2 separate regions of the Mus musculus genome follow, and region 2 is linked to region 1. A link is a contact called in public capture Hi-C data. All regions are on one chromosome and are shown on one strand. The core of a region is the stretch at or near the end of the contact, and the rest is flanking DNA. Distances in the headings are between cores, read along the strand shown.

The links. Capture Hi-C pulls out chosen DNA fragments and counts their contacts.
Region 2: a capture Hi-C map of embryonic stem cells shows a contact between it and region 1, with 3 times the contacts expected there. The contact joins the promoter of Tnfrsf8 here to the promoter of Aadacl4 in region 1. A contact is called at or near these places in 9 of 39 promoter capture datasets (the 3T3-L1 cell line, HPC-7-derived erythroid cells, cranial neural crest and 6 more) and 1 of 9 other capture datasets (embryonic stem cells).

What each region holds. Positions count from the first base shown.
Region 1 is chr4:144,611,575-144,615,788 of GRCm38.p6, forward strand. It overlaps Aadacl4 (arylacetamide deacetylase like 4), which reads left to right and starts at 2,133. Exons shown (of 4, transcript NM_001081248.1): 1 at 2,133-2,300. The coding sequence starts at 2,133.
Region 2 is chr4:145,313,015-145,317,228 of GRCm38.p6, forward strand. It overlaps Tnfrsf8 (tumor necrosis factor receptor superfamily, member 8), which reads right to left and starts at 2,150. Exons shown (of 13, transcript NM_009401.3): 1 at 2,008-2,150. The coding sequence starts at 2,070.

The DNA.
Region 1 (4,214 bases), core at 883-3,382:
ACACATATGTCTTACTTTAAAAGAAAAAGTCTTGCCTGCTAAAGTATTGATAAAGTTGAGGACAATATGCTAAGTAGACCAAGGTAGTTATAAAAAGCCAGACATCACATAGTACCATCTATGGAGGTATCTAACGTAGCAAATCTCTTACAGAGAAGAACTGTGGTTGTTTGGGAAGGGGGTGAGTCCAAGGATGTAAGTTCATTGTTGCAAGAGATCTATTGTATGTGACACATTCAGTTAACTCTGCTGTGCCATACACTTAGAAATGGTTCTGACAGTAAATTTTATATTATGTGCTTAAATTTTTATTACATTACTTCATTTATATTGTATCTCTGTTCATGTGTATAGGCACACACATGTAATGTTATGTATGTGTTTGTGTATAAGTCAGATGACAACATATGGTAGTAGAGTTTTCTCCGTCTATCATATAGGTCCTGGGGATTTAACTCAGATCATTATACTTGATGACAAGTGTTTTAACGTACTGTGTCAGCACTGTCATATGCTTTTAAATGGCAATTAAGCAAACACATGGAAATAATAGTCTATGTGCTTTTCCTATCAAAATACTCCTGCCCTTAGAATATTTAGCCTGTACAAAACTCTATGCATTGGATCCTATGCTGCTGCTCAAGTGTCTGTATCCCTAGGACCTGCAGCTACACATGGGCTTGGCTTGGAAACAGGTCACCCATTCCTGAGCTCCTCTACCTCATACACTCAGAGAGAAAAGAGCCAAGAAAAGGCCAAATAGAAGTGAGAAAAGACTGGGTTCTGGTGGCAGTTAAGGAAGTAGTTCCAAATAGAATGACTTCATATTTTTTAACCAAACTGGTGCAGAAGGGGTTCATGCCTCTTGGTATTCAGTGAAGGGTCAGAGTACAGGGGTCTATGCTCATGTAAGACCTCTCCCTTTGTGCCCAGCAGATGGATGCTTCAAAAGTTCATGTCTGGTTCTTCTTTGGAATCCTGACAGTAGAGAAGCCCTAAGTACCATCAGAATGAATGGAAATATGCAACCTCAGAAGGTGGAAGATGGGGGCGCCCTCTAGAAATTACCAGAGATCTGGGAGGTGAGAGACTCTCAGGACATAAAGGGAGGGACCTTAGATGAAATTCCCATCAGTGGGGAAAGGGAACTAGTAGAGTCCACCTCTAGTAGAATGACAGGACATCAAGTGGAGGGATGGGGTTGCCATCCCACGGTCAAAAGCTCTACCCAGAATTGTACCTGTCAAAAAGAACTGCAGTGACAAAAAAGGAGATGAGACTGAAGGAAAGGCGGTCCAGTGACTGGCATAACTAAGGATCCATCTCAAGGGGAAGCTCCAAAACCTGATACTATTACTGGTGCTCTGAGAGGCCCAACAAGCAGCTGACTGAGACAGATGCAGATACTTACAGCCAACCATTAGACTGAAGTCAGGGACCCCCGTGGCTGAATTAGGGAAAGGCTGGAAAAAGCTGAGGAGGAAAGTGACCCCATAGGAAAACCAGCAGCCTCAACTAACCAGGACCCCTGAGATCTCTCAGACACTGACCCACCAGCCATGCAGCCTACATGAGCTGGTCTGAGGCTCCCAACACATATATAGCTGAGGACTGCCTGGTCTGGCCTCAGTGGGAGAAGACATGCTTAACTCTAGAGAGGGGAGTGCTTGGCCATGGGGGACATCCTCTTAGAGACAGGAAGGAGGAGGAATGGGATGAAGGAATGTGGGAGAGTGGACAGGGAGAGGAGTAATGACTGGATTGCAAAAAATTAAAGTAGTAGTAGTGATCATCATCATCATCATCATCATTATCATCATCACCATCATCATCACCATCAACAACAACAACCTCCATAAAACAAAAAACAAACAAACAAACAAAAATCCCCAACTTTGGTCATCTGTGATGGCTTTCCTAATCCATTTGCTCCTTGGGGAGCAGGTTCCTCTGGCTCCTGTTGATTTGTGTGGTTATTTCAGAGGCTAGATCAGGCCACTGAGTCAGGTGCAGTCTGAAAGAAGGGAGTGGAGGTGGCAGGTCATAAAACTGGGTCAGTTGTTCTCAAGGAATATCTTCAGGGCAGCACCTTCTCAGGACCTCAGATAGCAGTTTCTCAGAGGCTCAGTACCATGGCTATCCCGTGGCTGGTGCTGCTAGTGAGCCTGTCTACCTTTTATCTGGGAGTCTTCATATGGACTGTCATTCAGCACTTTCTCACTGTGGAAATTCCCTCTGCCTTGAAGCATCCTGTCAAGTTCAGACTTCTGCATTGTTTAATGCTGTACATAATTACTCTGGTGAGTCTGCTCTTGGGGGCAGTATGGTTTTCAGTGTTCATCTCTGTAGTTTTCCCTTCTATTATTCTCCCATAACTAGATTCCCTACCAGTATGAGCAACTATGTTCTTGTATCTTAGAAACATGGAAATATTGTGTTTCTGTCTATCCCTTGTTCCCTCTCTCTTCCCTCCCTGCCTTCATCTTGTTTTTGTTCTTACTTTTTAAAGACAGTATATTGTGGAGTTTAGGCTGGCGTTGAATTCACTATGTATCCAGAAATGACCTGAGGCTCCTGTTTGTCCAACTGCTATCTTCCTAGTGCTGGGATTAGAACTCTTATCTTCCAAGTGCTGTGGATAGAGTTGTACAATACCATGCTTGGTTAGTGTGGTTCTGAGGGCCAGACTGAGCTTGCACACTAGGTCAGCACTCTATTTAGCTATACCCCCAGCTCTTCCTTTGTGTTTAAAGTTTTGAGATAAGTGTCTCATGATGTTGAAGTAGTTGTCTTTTGATTTCCACCATGTGAGGACTAAGATTGGATTCAGGCATCACTACTCATTAACTAGACTCTATTTCTGAGGACAGAAAAATTATTTCAGCCAGTTTCTCCTCAAGATAGATCCATGACTCAGCGTGTCTGACACCTTCAACAGCAGCCCCCTACTGCCTTCTACTCACTTGCTTCTAGGTATTTTGTTGCATACTTGTGAACATCTGGGAACCACTGACTATTTCTCAGCAGGAGCCCTTTGCAGGTCAAATCAATGTGTTGATGCATGTATCCAGCTTTTTAGCACGGCTGCCTGGGTGGCTGGACTCTGCATTTTCCTTTGTTGCTGACTGGGGATAGGAACCAAAGCCTATCCTTGGTAGAGTAGGTTTGGAAAGAAAGTTTGGCTTTGTGTGGGAAGTAAACAGTTTGAAGAACATAATGTCTCAATCTTGGCTGAAAGCCTGAAGTGTCCAAAGTTCATAAGTGATTACTTCAGATGGCAGCTACAGTGGAGAAGAGAGGTAGAGAAGAGAGGGGTAAAAAGAAGCTGCAGCCAAGCTGTCTGTTAAGCATCTCTGTTCTACTCTCACTGGCTGCAAGAACCCTTTGCTTAATCTCTATGTATGTCAGAGTCTCCCTCTTCAAGGCAGGCAACATTCTCTGTCTTGTGAGGTCAATATACATATTACATAGCATATGACAAAGAATAATAGGTTTCATATGTGACTTTAAAACGTAATGTGTCCCTGTGTTGTTGGATTTTCCTCCACAATGGACCACACCTAGTGGAGTGAGCAAACCTTGTTCAATACAATAATTGAAATATTTTGGCCTCAACCATTCATTCACCGTTATCTGCAAGTACTTTCCTAAAGGTCAAACTGTTTCAAGCCCATGGACTGTGTAGAACTACAGGATAGTTTGGAGCCCTGGAAGAGCCAAATTTACCAGAAACACTACACTCTTTCCAACCTGTAGTTTCTTTTCTACAGCATCACATCTAGTTCACAATTGTGGGAAATGTGAACGTCATCTAAAAAAACAAAACAAAACAAAACAACAAAACCCTACACAAAACAGTGTAATTCTCTGATGTATCTAATGGCCTTTTAGAATGTGAGTCTAAGTTTAACACCATATGCTCTTCAATATTCCCAAACAAATATTTTTGTTATTCTAGAGGTGGAGGCTGAGAGAGGAAGAAGTTATTATCTTTGCTATCAGATGCCTCATTGGGTAGTATGGGTGATCATATTTTAACAGTGAAGTCATAGGCAATTTCTAAGGAAGTCAGACAAGTATTGTGAAGGTATGTAAGGATTACACAGCTATCATTACAAAGGGTGACAGTTTGGGCCCATCCACCCAAGAGCAGGTAAGAAAGGCTCCCAGTGAAAAAGGAGAAAGCTGCTTGAATAAGAGGTATAGTCAATCTT
Region 2 (4,214 bases), core at 900-3,399, 700 kb after region 1:
CAGGGATGTGAAGACCTACTGTAGACACTGTAAAAGCTAAATCAAAACATTACAAAATTGGGTGTGATGGCACATGCCTGTAATATACTGAGCACTCACCAGTGGGAAGATTAGGTGTTTGCAGACATCCTTGATTACAGGGTGAGTTCAAGACCAATCTGAGTTACACAGACCCTATCTCAAAACAAAAACACAGACAAACTGAGCATGTGGACCAGTTGGTAGAGTGCTTGCCTAGCACACCCAAAGCCCCAAGCTCAATCTCATACACTGCATACATGGCATATGGTAGTGCATACCTGCAACCTAAGCAATCAGGAAGTGGAAGGAGAAGGACCAGTTCAAGGCCATCCTTGGCTACATAGCAAACTGGGGGCCAACCTGAGCTACATGAGACCTTGTCCAAAAAAAAAAAAAAAAAAAAAAAAAAGCAGTTGGTAGTACATGCCTTTAATCTCAGCACTCAGGAGACAGAAGCAGGCTGACCTCTGTGATTTCAAGGCCATCCTGCTCTACCGAGTGAATCTCAGGACAACCAGGGCTACGCAGAGAAATCCTGTCTCGAAAAATAATTAATTAATTGAAATAAATAAATAAAAAGAGAAACCCCTATATATTTCTATAAAAGTGATCCAAATACAGATATGCTTTTATAGATGCTGTAAATAGCAGTAAAACAAGAACATGCTTACAGCTTAGAAGATATTGGTATAAAACAATTAGCTCTATCATAGCATTTATACTTTTTTGTTTGGGGGCATTTTCACACATTCCAGGTAGTAGTAAGTACACGGCTTTAATTGTAAAACATGTTTTCACAGGCCTGTGAGATGGTTCTGTGGGTAAAGGCACTAGCTGCCAAACCTGATGACCTGAGTTCTATTCCTGGAACCCACAGGGTCAAAGGAGAGAACCAACTCCCAGAGTTGTCCTTAAACCTACATACTCATGTAAGAATGTGCCATGCCCTGATCAAAAAATGTTTCGACTTAGTAGGAGAAAAGAAACCAAACCTCCCCACTTTCACATCCTACTTTTTCCTTCATCTTCCAGGGTCCTTGTTGCTCCAAACTCTTACCTTCCCCGAATGAGGGCTTCGGGCATGGGGGTGAGGTAGGGTAGGACGGCTCCTCTGCTCACTTCTGCCCTCTGCAGGGCAGGTGTCACACTGCCCACTGGAGATGAAAGGGACACCTTCCTACCATCTCTCTCCTGCCCTCTCTCCTCCCTTGTCTTCACACCTCTCTAGCAGAGACACCTCATGTCCAGCAAGCCTGCTGCTGTCCCTTGTCTCCCTCCCCCAGCTACCATTCAGCCATGCACTTTTTTCTTCCATGTAGACCTTAGGTTCCGTAAAGAAGATTATCTGAGTGGCTCTTCAAAGTCCTGTCTCCTTCCCACACACTAATGCCTAGTGTGGCATTGGCCCCTAGGAATTGTTCAGTTTTCCTAACTCATTGACCAGACTTATTTCTGGGGCTTTCAACTATAGAACCAGAGACAGCACTGACTTGCTCCTGGGACAAATATCCACCATGTGCTTGCTCCAGGGCACCCAGCCCACATCACCAGCTGGCCAGACCCCCACCTTTGCTCTCATTCACCCCCTCCTCTCTTTCCTCAGCCCTTCCAGCCTACGGATGCACAAACAACCCGTTATCATCCTCTGGCAAAACAAGGGCATACTCAAGTTTCTCTATCCAGGACCCCCTCTGGGGCAGCAGTAACAGAACAGGAAAGGAACAGCTTTCTCTTGCTCCGGGTTCAACTCACGGATAATGAAGGAGCAAACTGCTCCCAACTATCGACTACCTGCGTTTGTGACGAGAGAAGCTCTAACTTTACTCTTCAGTTATCCACCCACCTGTGGATGCTTGCATATTTTAGTTGCCTCCTGTGCCCCCTCACTCTAGTTTGAGTTGGGGAATAAGGTGAGAGGTTGCCTTGTCCTCCTTTACTCTAGCCACTGCTCTCGCACAGTGTCCGGGGCTACTGTCATTCCCTTACCGTTGGGAAGGCTTGAAGCATCCCCAGGAACAGCAACCCCGCTGCGGTGAGTAGGGCGCTCATCTTGGCTTCCCGAGTCTCCAGCGCCTGGCCACCTGCCGGCACCCTGACTCTCCCGCGGTGAAATCACTTCTAATGTGACTGCGCCTTCCTAACCCTTCTTCGGGTTCAGCCCTAATCCTTCCCTCCCCCACCCTCTTACCACCTGTGATGCAGCGATCTGCCTGCCTGTGAAGCCTAAGAGAGAAGGGGCCACCACGTGCAGAGATGACTCAGGGCTAGCCACAGCGCACGCACGCAGGGGGCTCCCCTGCGTTTTGAATGATCCGCCCCGGATTTGAAGAGGAACCGGGAAGCCGGCTCAGCTCTAAAGGTACAGGACTCAGGAGTCTGAGAGGTACAGAATCCTGAGGCCTCTAGCCCCATTCCCCACCCCCAGGAAGGGTGAGATTCTAAGCCCACATCATCAGGATTCTTTGGAAGGGACAGAGTGAGGAGAGTTTCGAGAAAAATGAGCACTTCTTCATTGTAACATTTGCTGTAAAGTAAAGCCAGCCCTGCACGGGGAATGAATGGGCGAATAGAGAACAAATGGATGGAAGTGTGGGTGGGAGGATGAGGGAATGGATGGATGGGTAGATGGGTGAGGAAGATGAGAACAAATGCATAAATGGATGAGGGGATGGATGAATTGATGGATGAGTGGAAAGAGAACACGTGGATTGGAATATGGATGGATGGATGGATGGATGGATGGATGGATGGAAGCAAGGAAGGATGGATGGGCAGATGGGGTAGGTGAATAGAGAACAAATGAGTGATGAAGTGGACGGATGGTAAATGGATGAGAGGGTCACAGAATGAAGGGATGGGTGGATGGATGAAAAGATATCTGTGAATGGTTAAGTGAGTGGGAGGGTTGGGGAATGAATGAAGAGATTAGGTAATGGATATATGGATGGATGGGTAGATGGATGAGTAGGTAGATGATGGGAGGACTGATGAGATGAGGGAATGAATGGATATGGGGTAAAGGGGAAATGGATGCATAAAGCAATAGATGGATTAGTGGATGCCTGCATGGAGCATGGGTAGGCAGGTGGGTGGACTGACCAGTGAACGAACTATGTGAAGACTAGGGCATATGTTAATCAATCCACAGGTATCCCTGCCCTTTTTTGCCTGGTGGATATAGCTGGCACCCTGGAGCCTCACCTGAAGTCTGCCTTATTCTATTCCCCAAGCTGCTGTTCGAATGTGGGGCTCCTCGGACTCCAGGCTCTCCTGATTGCTTCTGTGAGTACTGGCAGCACATGGTCACTGCTGAGCACTGACTAGCAGGTGCTCACTGCTTTTGTCTGGTATTGCTTTGTTTTCAAACATAGAAACCAACACCGAGAAAACAGGCATGCTACCTATGTGCTCTAAAGATGGGAGAGTGGCTTCTTTCAAGCCCAGAATGATGCAAGGGCCTTTTGGCTTCCACATTTTAGTCTAGCTTTCAGTGTTGTTAGAGATTCCCACAGGGCACCAGCTGCCACTTCCTACCAGGATTTTCCAAAGTCCCTACGAACTTTCCATTTCACACATAGGCCTCTTTGAGGTCCACATCCTACCTGGAAAATCCACCCCTAATGTGCCACTTCCATAGAGCCACTCCAGACCCTCCCCTCCCTGATGATGAAAGATCCAGCTTCGAATAATCACAGGGTCAGGAAGGGGCAGAGGAACCTGGAGCCCATGCTTCCCAAAATGCAGCAGGTGTTCACAATGAACTGGTGCAGGTAAGACACTCACGGATGTAGCATCCAAATAGCTTGCACCAGCTTGAACCAAATAAAAAACACACATTGTGAAAGTCCAACCTTCCTAGTAACCAAAGGCATGCAAATGAAAGCAGCCTTTGTTAGTCTTCTGGGCCTTCAAGTCATTTGTGGGGTTTTTAATTCATAATAATAGTTACGGGGGAAAGCGAGAGAAAACAGAACTTCATTCTTCTGTACTGACTAGTGGTGCAACCGCTCTCAGAAAGCATCCTTGTCAAAAAGTCCTTGTTAGCAAAAGCAAAAGAACAAAATTTTTTAGAAAGTTTACAACTCATTGCTCCATAATTTCACAACCCAAACAATGAAAAATCAACAAACAGCTCAACTTGGAAATGAACAACCACAACAAAAAGACTATAGATTCGAGAATGTCTCTTTAAA